Linked DNA regions of Mus musculus: region 1 is linked to region 2. The links are chromatin contacts, called in public HiChIP or PLAC-seq maps. All regions are on one chromosome and are shown on one strand. Each heading gives the region's core, a stretch centred on a gene start, on an enhancer-like site or on the middle of the called end of the contact. The rest is flanking DNA. Distances are from core to core; before and after follow the strand shown. Region 1 overlaps Niban2 (niban apoptosis regulator 2). Region 2 holds the start of St6galnac6 (ST6 (alpha-N-acetyl-neuraminyl-2,3-beta-galactosyl-1,3)-N-acetylgalactosaminide alpha-2,6-sialyltransferase 6).

Region 1 (6,798 bases), core at 3,300-5,799, 300 kb after region 2:
AATCTAGCCAGACACGACCTCATTCCAGAGAAGCCTGCATGGCAGGCTGGCTTTGTGGAGTGGTGGGTGAGCTACCCCCAGAGTGCACGCCCCTCTCTCCTGTCACTGAGGTAGGCTTAGGGGTGCAGACTGGAGACTGAGCGTGGTAATGTCAGGGTGAGCCCTGGGTTCTCCCTGGCCACCAGTTCCTGGCTGGGTCCCAGGGTTACACCCCAGTTCCATCACCCACTTTCTGTGTGACTTTGTACCAATGACAGAACTTCTGTGGGTCTCAGTTCCCTTCTCTATAAAGTGGCCATGACACGGGCCCTGCCACACAAGCCCACTGAGCGTCTTCTCATTGTCTTAGGCCACTGACTCTGGAACCTGCAGATGACCGGGGGTCCAGATGAAGGACCAGGTCTTTAGATAGAACTTGTAATCCAAGATTGTCAGCGAAGGCAGGGTGGTCTGTCCTTGCATTTAGCCTTCTCAGTGGGTGGGGAAACTGAGGCAGGAGTGGAGCTTCATAACCCCCAGGGTGAGATCCATTTTTTTTAAAGATTTATTTATTTTATGTACATGAGTACACTGTTGCTGTCTTCAGACACACCAGAAGAGGGCATCGGATCCCCATTACAGATGGTTGTGAGCCACCATGTGGTTGTTAGGAATTGAACTCAGGTCCTCGGGAAGAGCAGTCAGTGCTCTTAACCGCTGAGCCACCTCTCCAGCCTCCAGCTTGAGGTTCTAATGGAGCTTTTTAGGATCAGGAGGCTCCTCTTCTGAGCCCTCTTGTTGTCTCAGTTTCCCCATCTGTAAACAGGGACGCGCAGGCAGGATCAAACTGAGCCTGCTGCCTGCTGGGCCCTGTTCTGGAGGCCACAGACCCACCCTTCTCTGTTGTGAAACCAGATAAGCAAACAGCTAGGAGAAGCAAGCTGTTGGGTTGCTGGACTGGGGCCGTAGCGCATTGTGGAATGTGTAGTGAACATGGACAGGTCTCTGGGTTTGACCCTGACTCATGAGCAGGGCTTGGTGGCACATACCTGAGGATCAGGAGTTCAAAGCCATCTTTTGCTTTGTTGAGAGTTAGAGGCCAACCTGGCTTCATGAGATCTTGTCTCGAACGAAGGAGAAAAAGAGGTTAATTTGGTAGATAAATTCGAGATGTGTGTTTGAATCACGAGTGAATGACTTCAGTGTTTGAAAGTGAGGAGGTTTCTGTACCCCAAGCCCTCCACCCCAAGGCCTGAGCCTGCTGCCTGTCCGTCGTCTTTCCTTTTCACAGATAGGAGTCCTTGTTCAGCCCATGAGACTGTTACCTTCCATCTGTCACAGGTTTGCCAGTTGCTCCCACCACGGCCTGGCATTTTTCTGTCCTGGGAGAATTGGTTTGTGCTGGTTAGTCCTGCACTGCATGGTTAGCTGGTGCTTGCTCACCTGCAGGGTATCCTAGGTGTGAGCACGCAGCCACACCTTTAGGGGCCCTGGCCCCACTCACCACACCCCAGTCTACCCAGGGGAAAAAGCAGTCTCGCCCACTTGGTGCTGGTTTGGTCACTGGTGAGGCTAACTCTCTCATAGGCCTGATGGGTGTGGTTTTCTGTGACGGCCACTCACCAGCTTCCTGTCAGGAATGGGTACCTACCTCATACAGGCAGCTCATGACCAAAGCCCTCGTCTGGAGTGCGAGAGAATAAGGTGACCAGCCCCGGTTTGTGTGAAAGGATATTTGTGCTTTGTGTGGACGGTTTTTCAGGCGGGACTTGCAGGCCTGATTCCCCAGGTTTCTGTGGCAACCTCACACTCTCATGCATCCTTCCCTTGCAGAGAAAACCGAGAAGATCCTCACAGAGTTCCTTCGCTTCTATGAGGACCAGTATGGTGTCTCCCTCTTCAATAGCATGCGCCATGAGATCGAGGGCACCGGGCCACCGCAGGCACAGCTGCTCTGGCGCAAGGTGAGAGGCATAGAGAGGGTCCAGCCTGGGCTCTGTACCCCTTCTGCTATGGGCCTTTGTCTTCTCTGGGCCTTAGTTTCCCTATGCTGCTGGTTTGGTCTCTAAGGGCCTTCATAGGTTGAGGATAACCACCCCACACTTGCTTCTTAGTCTCCACTACCAGTGCCACCCCTACCCCACTGCCAGTGTTACCTACCCTCACTGCCAGTGCTACCCCCCCACTGCCAGTGTCACCCCTCTCCCACTGCCAGTGCCACCCACCCCCACTGCCAGTGTCACCCCTCTCCCACTGCCAGTGCCACCTCTACCCCACTGCCAGTGCCACCCCTCCCTCACTACCAGTGTCACCCCTCCCTCACTGCCAGTGCCACCCACCCCCACTGCCAGTGCAACCTCTCCCCCAATCCCAGTGCAACCCCTCCCCCAATGCCAGTGCAACCTCTTCATTGTCACAGCTACATTCTGCAGTCTTGACAGCTCAGGCCACACACCTGTCAAGAGAGATGTGACAAAACCCTTGTCCTGCTTCCTCCCCTCCAGGGTGGAAGTGGCATGGTCCCTGCCTCACAGAGCCATCGACACTGTCCCAGGCCACGTGCTCTAGGTTCCCTCCTCGCAGGACTATGAGAGCAGATGCTCTCCCCAACCTCATCATTAATATAATAATAATTATCCTGTTATTAGCATTAGGCCTGGGTTTGCTGAGAACGCTGCCTGGATCTACCCTGGGGTGTCAGTGTGGCCTGGAGTGGGGATCCTTGTGACAGGCCTGGAGGTGACAGGGCTAGGGTGAGGTCAGGAAGGAAACAGTGGGTTTGGCTGCTGAGTTACCCAACTTAAGGCAGAGGGTAGGTAAGTGGCTGGAATTCTACCCTGGAGGCTCTGCAGGGAAGTTTTGCTGCTCACTGTGCTGGCGGCAGGGTCAGGTGCTAAGGCTGCGTGGTCTTTATAGCTCTACAAACCGCTCAAGGTGACAGCCAGCGATGGCTGTTTACAGGATAAGATAGGAGCTGGGAAGATGACTGGCTGATCCAGACACCAGAGTCTCAACTGGTCTGGAGAAGGCTGCTTCAGCAAGGCCCTGGGGGGTGGGGAGGGGTTGCCTGTGAGACGGGATTGACAGACAGAGGGAAGGGACTGACAGACAGAAGGAGTCTTTATGTACAAAAAGTTCCAAACTTAGCCCAGTGACTCTGGGGGCAGACAGAGCTGGCTTAGATTCCTAGCCTACGATCCTTTCTCCCCCATCTCAGCCTGCCCTGGGAGGAGAGAAAGGCTGGGCTGTTTGTCTCCGCTCCGGGTGTCATGACTGACTGTAGAGAAGGGGTGTTTGGATATGGCCGCTCTCAGGCCTGGCAGGTGTCCTCCTGCACCTGTAATTCAGCCCAGATGAGCAGGGCCTCGGCTACTTCTCCTATCTAGAATGAAGGTCACAGGCAAATCCAGTGTGGTGACACAGAGTAAGCACTAGGCCAAGGAGGGCTATATCCTAAAACCCTGTTTTAAAACAAGAACAAAGCCAAACAAAAACAAACAGTGCAGGCAGCCCGGTTCCCAAGAGCCCAGGGCGAGTGGGAGCTGGTGCTGTGTTAAGCATTTTCTGTGTTTGGCTTGTCATGCTCACAGGGCTGTGTGCTCATCCCGCCAAACAGGCTATGTAGGCAGATCAGTGGCCTGAAGGTGCTCATGGTCCCTGAGATCCTTGGTGTCTCATGAGCCTGACCACCACGTGAAGTCATGACACCGATAGAAGGGAAATCACATTAGTCACCAGAACGATCACAGTCATTTTCTAAAGAAACAATTATTGCCGTAATAAGAGCAAGTGGGTCTGGGTGAGGTGGCTGGCCTGTGATCCCAGCACTCAGGAGGCCGAGGCCAGAACAGCCCAAGTTCAAGGCCAGTCTGCTGTAAACTCACCTCACACCCCAGCAAGCAAAGCAATCAATAGTTGTTTTGTGATGAACAGTTTCTTTCAGTCTCTTGTCTACTCCTTGCTCTGAGGGTCACTGGGGAACAGAGGGGCTGGGGTTGGGGCTGAGGCTGGGGAGTCGCTTCTCTGGCACCTGTGAGGGGTGGCCAGGCTGGCCCTGAGTTGTGGCGTCTGAAATATTTTGTACCTTCTGCAGGCCTGCTCAAAACAGGACTCTGTCATTTGAAAAAAACCCAAAAAACAAAAACCAAAAAACAAAACCAATTTTCCCCTTTTGAGATAGGGTCTTGTGTAGCTCAGGCTAACCTCAAACTCCATTTGTAGTAGAGGATGTCCCTCTGCCTCTACCTCCCTCCTGAACCTGGGATTACAGGCTTCCTTGTAACACCTCAGTTTACCTTTGAAGAAAAATCTTCAAAATAAAATCTAAGGCAGCAGCCAGGCAGCCTGAGGAAGGTGGCTCAGGATCTGGGGGGGGGGGTATGCTGGGTGGAGGGGTGCAGAGTCTGTCTTCAGGGCTCAGGCATTGCCTCTGCAGTCCCTGTAAGGCTGTCCCCAGTCTCGGGGCCTTCCGGTTCACCAAACATGCCCAGCTGAGCTAGCGGGGCGGGGTCTTTCCAGGGTGTTAGGAAAACCCTGGCTGCTCTTTCTAGAAAAGACAGATTGGAGGGCTGGGTTTCAGAAGTCTAAATATAGACCACCAAGTGGGAGTCTCCGCTCTTGGGCAGAGCCCGTGTAGGGGGAGGGGAGCAGACCCTTTTTTTTTCCTGTAAATATTTTCTTCTGGAGAGGAAACTGGTCTTGGGTTCTATTGTTTGAGCACAATGGGCTCTCCTTTTAGGAGTGCAGCTTTCCCCTGAGGAGCAGCAGGGGGCAGCTAGGGAAAGGGGCCAGGGAAGAAGGCAGGAGGGGCCCCTGCATTCTGAGAGGCCTCAGAGCGGGCACGCAAAGTCACACTTTTCCCCCCATCGATACATATAGCACTCGTCCATTTTGTAACTGGTACCGTGCTTATCATAGAATAAACAGAACTTGCCCAGAATTGGCAATCTCTAGATTTTTCTGGCTCCCATAGTCCATTGCAGCTTTTGTCCCTCCCTTCCAGAAGCTTCCGTGATCCGTAGCTTCAGCTTCGGCCCCCACCCTTGGTGTAAATACATCCCACCTCCAATGTCCAGATCAGTCCGGAAGCTGGGAGTGCTGGAGTGCATCTCCTGCACTTGGCAGGTTCCTGGCGTGGCCACTCTTTGTCTGCTCGCAAGTGCTTTGCCTGGTGCCTACCTCCTTCTTGTCAGCTACTGTCCCTAGTTTACAGATGAGGGAACTAGCCGCTGCTGGCCCCCTCGTCTTTGTGGGGTTTCACAGGACTGTCCCAGTGTGTCTACAGCCCACACAGGTCTCCTCTCTGCCTGGATGCTGGCCTAGCATCTCTGCCTACCCAGACTCAGGAATGCCAGCTTGGCCAAGCTGGGAAGCTCTGGATACAAGTTCAAGTCTTCATTGCACTGAGGGGAAACTGAGGCCCAGAGCTGGCAGAGGCTTTCCCAGGCATTAGGACCATCCAGTGTGGCCTGTGGGTGTGGCCTCCAGCTAGGCGAAAGCCCTGGGTAACAGTGGCAGGTAGCTAGGGGAAGCAGCCTGCTGACCGCTTGGTTGCCTTCCCAGGACCCCTAGTCTGGCATGGCTCTGAATGAATGTCCAGACTGGGTTCCACTCTTACCCTATTTGAACCCTGAGTAAGCACCTCACTACCCTGAACCTCAGGCTTCCATCTGTGCAGTGGGTACAGTGCAGTCTTGCTTCGGAGTCCCAACGAGGTCAGGGATGTGGTGGTAGTGGTGGTGGTGGTAGTGGTGGTGGTGGTGGTGGTGGTGGTGGTGGTGGTGGTGGTGGTGGTGGTGTGTGTGTGTGTGTGTGTGTGTATGTGTGTGTGTTGCATGAGGAGTTATATAACCCAGGCACTGATGGCTGTGCTCCCACCTTGTTGGGACCGCCCCTGTTCCCTCCTGCCCACAGGTGCCCCTGGATGAACGCATCATCTTCTCCGGAAACCTTTTCCAGTACCAGGAAGACAATAAGAAGTGGAGAAACCGCTTCAGCCTGGTGCCCCATAACTATGGGCTGGTGCTATATGAGAACAAAGTGGTGAGTTCGGGGTGAGCCAGCCACCCTTCCCCACGCTCCTGGCAGCCGCTCACCCTCCTCCAGGCTTACATAGCTATTTTTTTTAAACTTTTGAAAAAAAATTAATTTATTTTATTTCATGTACATTGGTGTCTTGCCTGCATATGTGTCTATATGAGGGCATCAGATCCTCTGGAACTGGAGTTACAGACAGGTGTGAGCTGCCATGTGGGTGCTGGGAATTGAACCCAGGTCCTCTGGAAGAGAAGGTAGTGCTCTTAACCACTGAGACATCTCTCCAGCCCACTTACCTAGTTCTTACTTGGCGACCCTATTCCACCATCTGAGGCTCCGGACACCACGCCTTCCCCTTCATGCCTACCACGGGCCATCTCTCCATGGAAGTTCCAGGACCAAAGCAACCTTCCTGATCCTTCTGCATTTCTCCAAGTCTGCTTGGCCTCGGGCTCCCCTCTCAGTCATTTCATCCTGCGTCCCACTGTCTGTCCTCTCAGTCATTTCATCCTGTGTCCCTCTGTCCTCTTAAGCCCTCCTTGAGATCACCCTGCTCTCTGGTCACTGCCAAGCACTAAAAATCCCAGCATCACCACAGAGCCCACCCTCTGCCTGCCTCAGTCTCCTCCCACCTCTCCCAGACCCGGCTCCTTCTGCCAGTGCCGCGCAGTCTGGCCCTCTGTGCCATCTCTGGATGGGGTTCCTGAAATCTCCCCAATCCTCCATGCTCTGATGTGTCTGAGAAGAGATGGGGACTGACTGTGAGCCTTTGCTTTGGGCCCC
Region 2 (6,986 bases), core at 1,520-4,019:
ATTTGTTTAGTGGGAGGTGGTGACAATGCCACAGGTCAGAGGACAACTTCCAAGGGTGAATGCTCTCCTTCCTCCAAGTGGCTCCCAGGGATCAAACCCAGGTCGTCAGGCTTGGTGGCATGCACTTTTACCTGCTGAGCCAGCTCCCTTAAATTGTGATATTCTAATTTTGTGATAGGCTGATGTGTTTATATTATTTTAGTAAGTTATAGCACATATGAAGGCTATGAGCCTCTTGAACACAGTGTGCATGGATACTGTAATGTGCGGTCTCCCTGGTGCTTTTAAAACTTTAATCAGTGATACGGGCAATGGCTATCTCCTGCCCTTGGCAATGCCAAGTAGGTTTCTTTTTGGTTTGTTTTTGTCCTAGTTAGTGTTCTATTTCTGTGAAGGGACACCACAACCAAGGCAACTCTTAGAAAAGAAAGCATTGAATTGTGGGTTATAGTTTGTTTATAGTTATAGACGCTTAGTCCATTATCATCATGGTGGGGAGCATAGCGGCTGGCATGGTGTTGGAGCAGAAGCTGAGACCCACATCCTAATCTACAAGCAGGGGACAGGATGAAGGAGGGGGCGGGGTGAGAGCGGGAGGCGGGGCCTCGGAAAAGGAGCCGAAGAAAACCAGGGTTTCCATTTCATTTGGCTGTCTTTGAACTTGGTATTTAGCAGAAGATAGCCTTGACTCTACTACATCCACTCCCCTAGCCGTGTGCTGGGATCACAGGCGTGCCTCTGCCAGGCTACATTTGTTATTTTCACTCCTTGGGTCTCCAAGATTCACCAGCGTTCCTATAGCTTATCATTGCCCCTGCCGTGTAATAGTCCACAGTGTAAATATTCCTTAAAAAAACAAAAACAAGCCGGGCATGGTGGCACACACCTTTAATCCCAGCACTTGGGAGGCAGAGGCCGGTGAATTTCTGAGTTCAAGGCTAGCCTGGTCTGCAGAGTGAGTTCCAGAACAGCCAGGGCTACACAGAGAAACCCTGTCTCGAAAAACAAACAAACAAAAAACAAAAACAAAAACCCTTGCCAGGTGGTGATGACAAATGCCTTTAATCCCAGCACAGCAGAGGTGGATCTGAGTTTAAGGCCAGCCAGGTCTACAAATCGAGTCCCAAGACAGCTAAGGCTACCCAGAAGAACCTTTGTCTTGAAAACCAAATCAATCACTTGGGAGGCAGAGGCAGGCGGATTTCTGAGTTCAAGGCCAGCTTGGTCTACAGAGAGAGATCCAGGACAGCCAGGGCTACACAGAGAAACCCTATCTCGAAGAAAAAAAAGAAAGAAAGAAAGAAAGAAAGAAAGAAAGAAAGAAAGAAAGAAAGAAAACCAAATCAAACCAAACAAACAAACTTTCCATTCTCCTGTTAGTAGATATCTGGACTATTTCTACTCTTGTGTTTCAAACTGTCCAGCTGTGACCTTCACTGTGTACATCTGCAGGACCTAATAGGTACCTAGGGTGGGGAATGGAAAGTTTTACTATGATGTTTTCCTAAGTAATTACAAAACAGAACTCTTTAAACATGCTTTCTCTTCCTAAATCTCCCCATCACCCTCTCAGGCATGCACGTTAACCCTCGTTCCCAGCCTCTTAGAACACTATGGGTAGGCAGTCTTTGTTTATGTAACCAGCTTTCTAACAGGCTACATATGCACATCCCTGTGTCCATACATGCACATCCCTGGATGTCTGGAGGCCAAAGGTCAGCCTCCAATGTTCTTTCCTTGACCTGGGAGGCCCAGAAAGGGTAAGCTAGCTGGAGGGGTCTCCTGTTCTTCCCACCCCCAGAATGGGGATTACAAACACGTGACGTCGCTGGGCGGGGGTAGCACACGGCTTTAATCCCACCACTTGGGGAGGCAGAGGGATCTCTGTGAGTTCAATGCCAGCTTGGTCTAGAGAGCAAGTTTCAGGACAGCCAGGGCTACACCAAGAAACCCTGTTTCGAAAGACAGAAGCAGAACACGGCATCGAGTCTGACATATTGACTATCTCCCTAGCCCTCAGGTTGCATTTTTCTTTAATTTTTCATTTTATTTTATGTGTATGGATGTTTTGCTTCCACATGTCTGTGTACCACATATATGTGCAGTACCCATGGATGCCAGAAGAGGGCGACAGATCCTCCTAGGACTGTGCTGGGAGTGGACCCCAGGTCCTCTAGAAGAGTTGCCAGTATTTGTAACTGCTGAGCCATCCAGTTGGTTGGGTCCAGATTGCTTCCTTTTAGTCACATAAAATAGTGCAACGAATATTTGAGGGTAGGATGAAGAGAGTTGAGCCAAGATCTCTCCATGTACCCCTGGCCGGCCCGGTACTCACTATGTCTATCAGGCTGGCCTTGAACTTGCAACAGTCTTCCGCCCTCTTCTATCTCCTAAGTAGGGTGCAGGCCTCTAAGCTACCAGGCCCATCAAAAGCTACGTTTTCAAACGTTGCTCTCTCCATTTTCCGGAGATAAGGAGATGAAGTACCAAGCTGCCTAGGGGATGGTTACTGGGTCTCTACGAGGGGGAGTCCAGGTAATTAATAACCAGAGTTCGAACCCAGTGATCTCCGCGTTTCGGATTCCCCATCCGAGGTCCTGGTGTCCATTTGGAGAGAGAGAAATGGATGAGATTTGGGATGGGGCGCGGGGCACGAGGGTGCTGTGGGAGAGCGTCTCTCCTCTCTGGCACCTCCCTGGGGCGGGGCCATCCGCAGCCTGAGGCTCCGCCCTCTCGCTCGGCCCTAACGGGACTGCGAGCGCCGGCGCTAGGACCCGGCGGGCTGGAGCTGCGGCGGGGCCTGGGCGGCCAGAGCGGCGCGGACCCCGGTTCTCGGCTCCCGGCGCCATGTGACGGGGTGCGGGGGCCGCGGGGGGCCGGGCGCTCCCCGGCGGAGGTGAGCCGGTGCTGCGCGGGGGCGGGCAGCAGAGCGGGAGGGGGCTTGTGCTTGCGCCTCGGCAGTGGGGAGCCGCTGATAAGGGGGGAGCCCCAGGGCTCCCCGAGACCCACTCTGCTTGCTAACTGCACCCCGAGATCTAGCGGGATTCTTTGGGCCTCTCGTGTTGGAGATGGGGCGACCCTGCCGCGGCCCCGCACCCCTCCCCTGCAGAGCCGGGGTCAGGATAGGATGCTTGACCCTAGGGTGCAGCGGCAGAAGATGGGGAGCGGGGCTGAGCCTCTCACGAGGCACTCGGGGGTACCCTGCTCCCGTCACCTGGAGAAGCCCCAGAGCGAGCTCAGGGTGCGGCCCTCACCCTCAGCCCAGAGCTCAGCCTCCGCAGGTCCAGCCTTGGAGCTGAGTCTAGGCTTCTGGGCTGCCACCTCCCCAGCGGAGTCAGCAGCTCCCCACCAGGCCTGGCCACTCCGAGCCGAACTAGATGTCTGGCGCACGCACAGGCTACAAGGGGACCCTCCCGGGAGACCCTTTCAGGCTCCGCCCTGTAAACAAACACTACAAGATTCCCCCCTCCCCCGCTTGCTCCTGCTCCCTGCGAGGCGCGTTGCCTCTCTGATCCCTCAGTCTCCTCATCTGTGAAATGGGGAGCAAGAGCACCTACCAGGCGTTGCCTTGAAAAGTGTGTAGGCAGGCGATGCTTTGCGTAGCTCCGGAGCATGTTTCGTAATATAAGGGAAGTCCCCGGCTTGGGGTCAAGAGGGGGAGGATTGTTTCTGGGACAGGCTTGTGCAGGGGCGGGCATTGAACGGAGTAACCCGAAGGCTTAGGATTTCTGATATAGTACTTTCAAGCCTTCGGCTCTCCTTTTCACAAATGCATGCATCTTTCCAGTCGCCCCAGGAGTTACCAGTTCTTATTCCCATTTCACAGATGAGGAAACTGAGGCTCAGAGAGGTCACATGGCTTGCTCGAGGCCCCCCAGCCAGTAAGTGTGGACCCGACATTCGCACTGGCACCTGATACGCTGTTCTGACCATGGCGTTCTCAGAGCAGGACCGTGACGGGCCTGACCGGGGGAACCGTAGTCCTGGCTGAGGGCACTGCTCAGGCAAAGGTGGGAAAGTGGGGCGTGGGCCTGGGACCTGGAGTGCTCCAAGTGTCTGGAGCACGGGGCATGCGCAAGACAGGGTAGTAAGACGGTGGTCTGTCTGGGAGCTGTGGCCAGACCCAGGGGAGCTTTGAATGCTGGAGGTGTCAGGGTTAATGGGGGCGACTCTAGGATTCTGGCCTCCTGTCTTCTGACCTAACGGTTTGAGTCCACGGACAAGCCACGCCTCCCTTCCATTAAGCCTGTTTCCTGAACTGCCCGCTGGGGACAGACAGAAGTCTGGGGTCTCTGACTGAAGATACTGGGATGGCACAGGGGAACCATGAAGCCTGGGGATGGTAGTGGGAGCTGCCACGGGGTGGGGTCGTGCTTGGCAATGGGAGGAGCCAGGCCTGGCCAATCAGGAGCGGTGTGTGTGGCACTCTAGCCTGGAGGTTTCTAGCTATTCCTGGAGTAGGAGTAAACCGCAGCTAGGTCAGGGGGCGGAGATAGTGACCGGAGCCGAGAGGCTCCCCGGGGAGCGCGCGCTCTGATCTGGGGATCCCCTTTGAGGATCCAGCCTAGTTTTCTTCCTCTCTATGCCAGCCCTTTTTTGCGTTTTTGGGCTGTAGCTGCCAGAGGAAGTGGGCTGGATGCCCTCTTATGGCCTGCTTACAGGTTGGGGCTTGGAAGTGTAGAAGGGCCAGGCCCAGTGGTGGGAGGGAAGGGAGGGTTATAGAGTGAGGCACACAGCTGGGCGGGGCAGGAAGGCTTGCCCTTGACCCCAAGATCACATTGACCAATGACCGAATTCACTGAGCCCTGGGGTTCAAAGGCCTGTGAGGAGGGTGTCAGGACCTAGGAAACTTTTGGACCATCCCTGCTTGAAGTATGAGTGGGAACCAGGACAAAACAGAAACAGCCCTGAACCTTAAACTTGGGAGAGCTGTTGGGTAGAGGCGCGACCTGAGATCCAGCCGCATCCAGGGGAGGGCCTCCGGCCATAACCCTTTCTGGTGGCTTGCAGGTGTGACCCCACAACCCTGCCCCCCGGGCCACCTGCCGGACGCTGGCCTCTACCCTTCAGCAGACGCCGGAGAGAGATGAGTAGCAACAAAGTAAGTCCTTCGTTTCTCACCCCAGTTTGAGCTGCTCGCACAACCGTCTGTGAAACGGACTTCTTTTAACCTGCCCAGGCTTTGGCGTCTTCACGCCAGCCCACACAGGAGAGTGGGTACCCAGGAGGTCTGGGTTCAAACTCTGCTTCAGCCACTGAGTGCACTCTCGCCTCTCTCTGGGCCCAAGGTCCTCTTTGATATCCAAAAGCTTGGCTTATGTATCAGTGGGAAAGCATTGACTGTGAATGGTTCTGGGGAGTGCCGTGCAGGATAGGGATGGGGAAGTGAACAGGGGCCTTGGGGGAATGGCCATGTTCAAAATCAGAGTACCTGAATCCCCATCATGTATTTGTTCCTGTTTTCTTTCTTCCTTCCTTCCGTTGTTGTTGTTGTTTTGTTGGGCTTTTTTGTTTTGTTTTGTTTTTTTCGAGACAGGGTTTCTCTGTGTAGCCCTGGCTGTCCTGGAGCTCACTCTGTAGACCAGGCTGGCCTCGAACTCAGAAATCCGCCTGCCTCTGCCTCCCAAGTGCTGGGATTAAAGGCATGCACCACCATTGCCTGGCTGTTCCTATTTTCTGAGCACCTACTATGTGTTTGACCCCCCTACCCCCCAAACCTTTCCACAGGCTTCATGGCAGAGTGTGAGATGCTTGTGATAGCCTGAGTCTAGGAGGGCAGCACAGTCCTTTGGCAGGGATAGTTCAGTACAGAATTCTCAATGGCAGCAGGGCATGGAGCATCAGGAACTGGAATGATTAAGAAATGGTTGTGAGGCAGGCGGGCATGGTGTCTAGTACACAGAGTCCCAGCACTCCCGGAGGCTGAGATGGGTAGATCTCTGAACGTTCCTAGTCTACATAATGTATTTTAGGACAGCCAGGGCCAAGTGGAGAAACTTATCTCAAAAAGCAAACAACCAGAAGGAAATATGCAGCTCTCTAATTTGTCATGGTTAGACTTTAAAAAAAAAAACAAACTGTGTGTGATAGGTCAGGTAGATACCAGGCTGGTCTCACTGTGTAACCTAGGATGACCTAGAACTCCTGATTCTCCGGCCTCTACCTTCTGAGTGCTGGGACTTGAGCCCTTTCCTCCCGTGCCTAGTTTATGTAATGTTGGGACTCAAAACCAGGGCTTCCCGAATGCTAGTTGAGCGCTCTTAACAACTGAACACACCCCCAGCTCCTAGACTTGGTCTTTCTGAATTTTGGTGATGCAGAAATGCTAAAAGCATTTAGTGGGACCTGTGCGTTGAAGTTTGAGGTTTTGATTATGATACTGTAGTGATAGTGGACGAGACCAAGGCCCTCAGCTCCCAGTGAGCCGTTCCCGCTGAGAGGAGACAATTGACACACTCTGTCGTGCACTTGTTGCTCAGCTGGGATGTCGCTGAGCAGGCTGCGTGTGCTAGATGCCTTTTCTCCCTTCCAATGTTTCTACTTGCAGTGAGTGGGTTTAAGGACCTGGTGTAGGCCCCGCCCCATGGGCGGAACCACAAGCCCCGCGGGAGACAGCATAGCTGTAGCCCACTCGCCTTCTACTACACGGCCTTTTAAAGGGGGAAGTTATAGCTTCTGGGGGCTAGCTGTAGTTGAATGCTCTGGAGGAGCTGAGCTTCACATAATCTATGGTCTCCATAATATGGGGGTCTCAGACCCCTAAAGGGACTTAGGGGATCCTGCCCAGTTTGTTGATATTCCTTCAGTGTTTCTCCGGCGCCCTCTACCGAGAAACCTTAAAACGCTTTGGCGAGGGAAAATATTTAAAAGAGCCCAGATCCATTTTCACCAAGCAGGCAAAACACAGGAACATGGAGCGAGAAGTGACAAATTCCTTCGTATTTATAAGAGGTTGCTTCCGGGATTTCCGAGAAAACAGAAATCCA

What was found. HiChIP or PLAC-seq counts read pairs in DNA pulled down with a chosen protein or histone mark.
Region 1: a contact with region 2 is called in an H3K4me3 HiChIP or PLAC-seq map of embryonic stem cells, with 11 read pairs. The contact joins the enhancer-like site here to the promoter of St6galnac6 in region 2. A contact is called at or near these places in 2 of 39 promoter capture datasets (both in the 3T3-L1 cell line), 1 of 15 datasets of contacts at CTCF or cohesin (the NIH/3T3 cell line), 6 of 115 datasets of contacts at active chromatin or transcription factors (bone marrow-derived dendritic cells, effector CD8 T cells, embryonic stem cells and 2 more) and 2 of 9 other capture datasets (adipose tissue and liver).

Annotation. Positions count from the first base shown.
Region 1 is chr2:32,903,957-32,910,754 of GRCm38.p6, forward strand. Niban2 (niban apoptosis regulator 2) reads left to right here. Exons shown (of 14, transcript NM_146119.2): 2 at 1,813-1,943; 3 at 5,893-6,021. Among named protein-coding and RNA genes, the nearest start is that of Gm13523, 24 kb to the left of the region's middle. Within about 2 kb of position 4,550, at least 126 of the 459 cell types and tissues checked have an H3K27ac peak or open chromatin away from gene starts, as enhancers often do. A contact at or near this core is called in adipose tissue and embryonic stem cells, where this site is marked.
Region 2 is chr2:32,604,216-32,611,201 of GRCm38.p6, forward strand. It overlaps St6galnac6 (ST6 (alpha-N-acetyl-neuraminyl-2,3-beta-galactosyl-1,3)-N-acetylgalactosaminide alpha-2,6-sialyltransferase 6), which reads left to right and starts at 2,770. Exons shown (of 7, transcript NM_016973.3): 1 at 2,770-2,896; 2 at 3,827-3,881; 3 at 5,011-5,101. The coding sequence starts at 3,856. Gm52551 (a long non-coding RNA gene) reads right to left here and starts at 3,686. Exons shown (of 2, transcript XR_003954025.1): 1 at 3,558-3,686.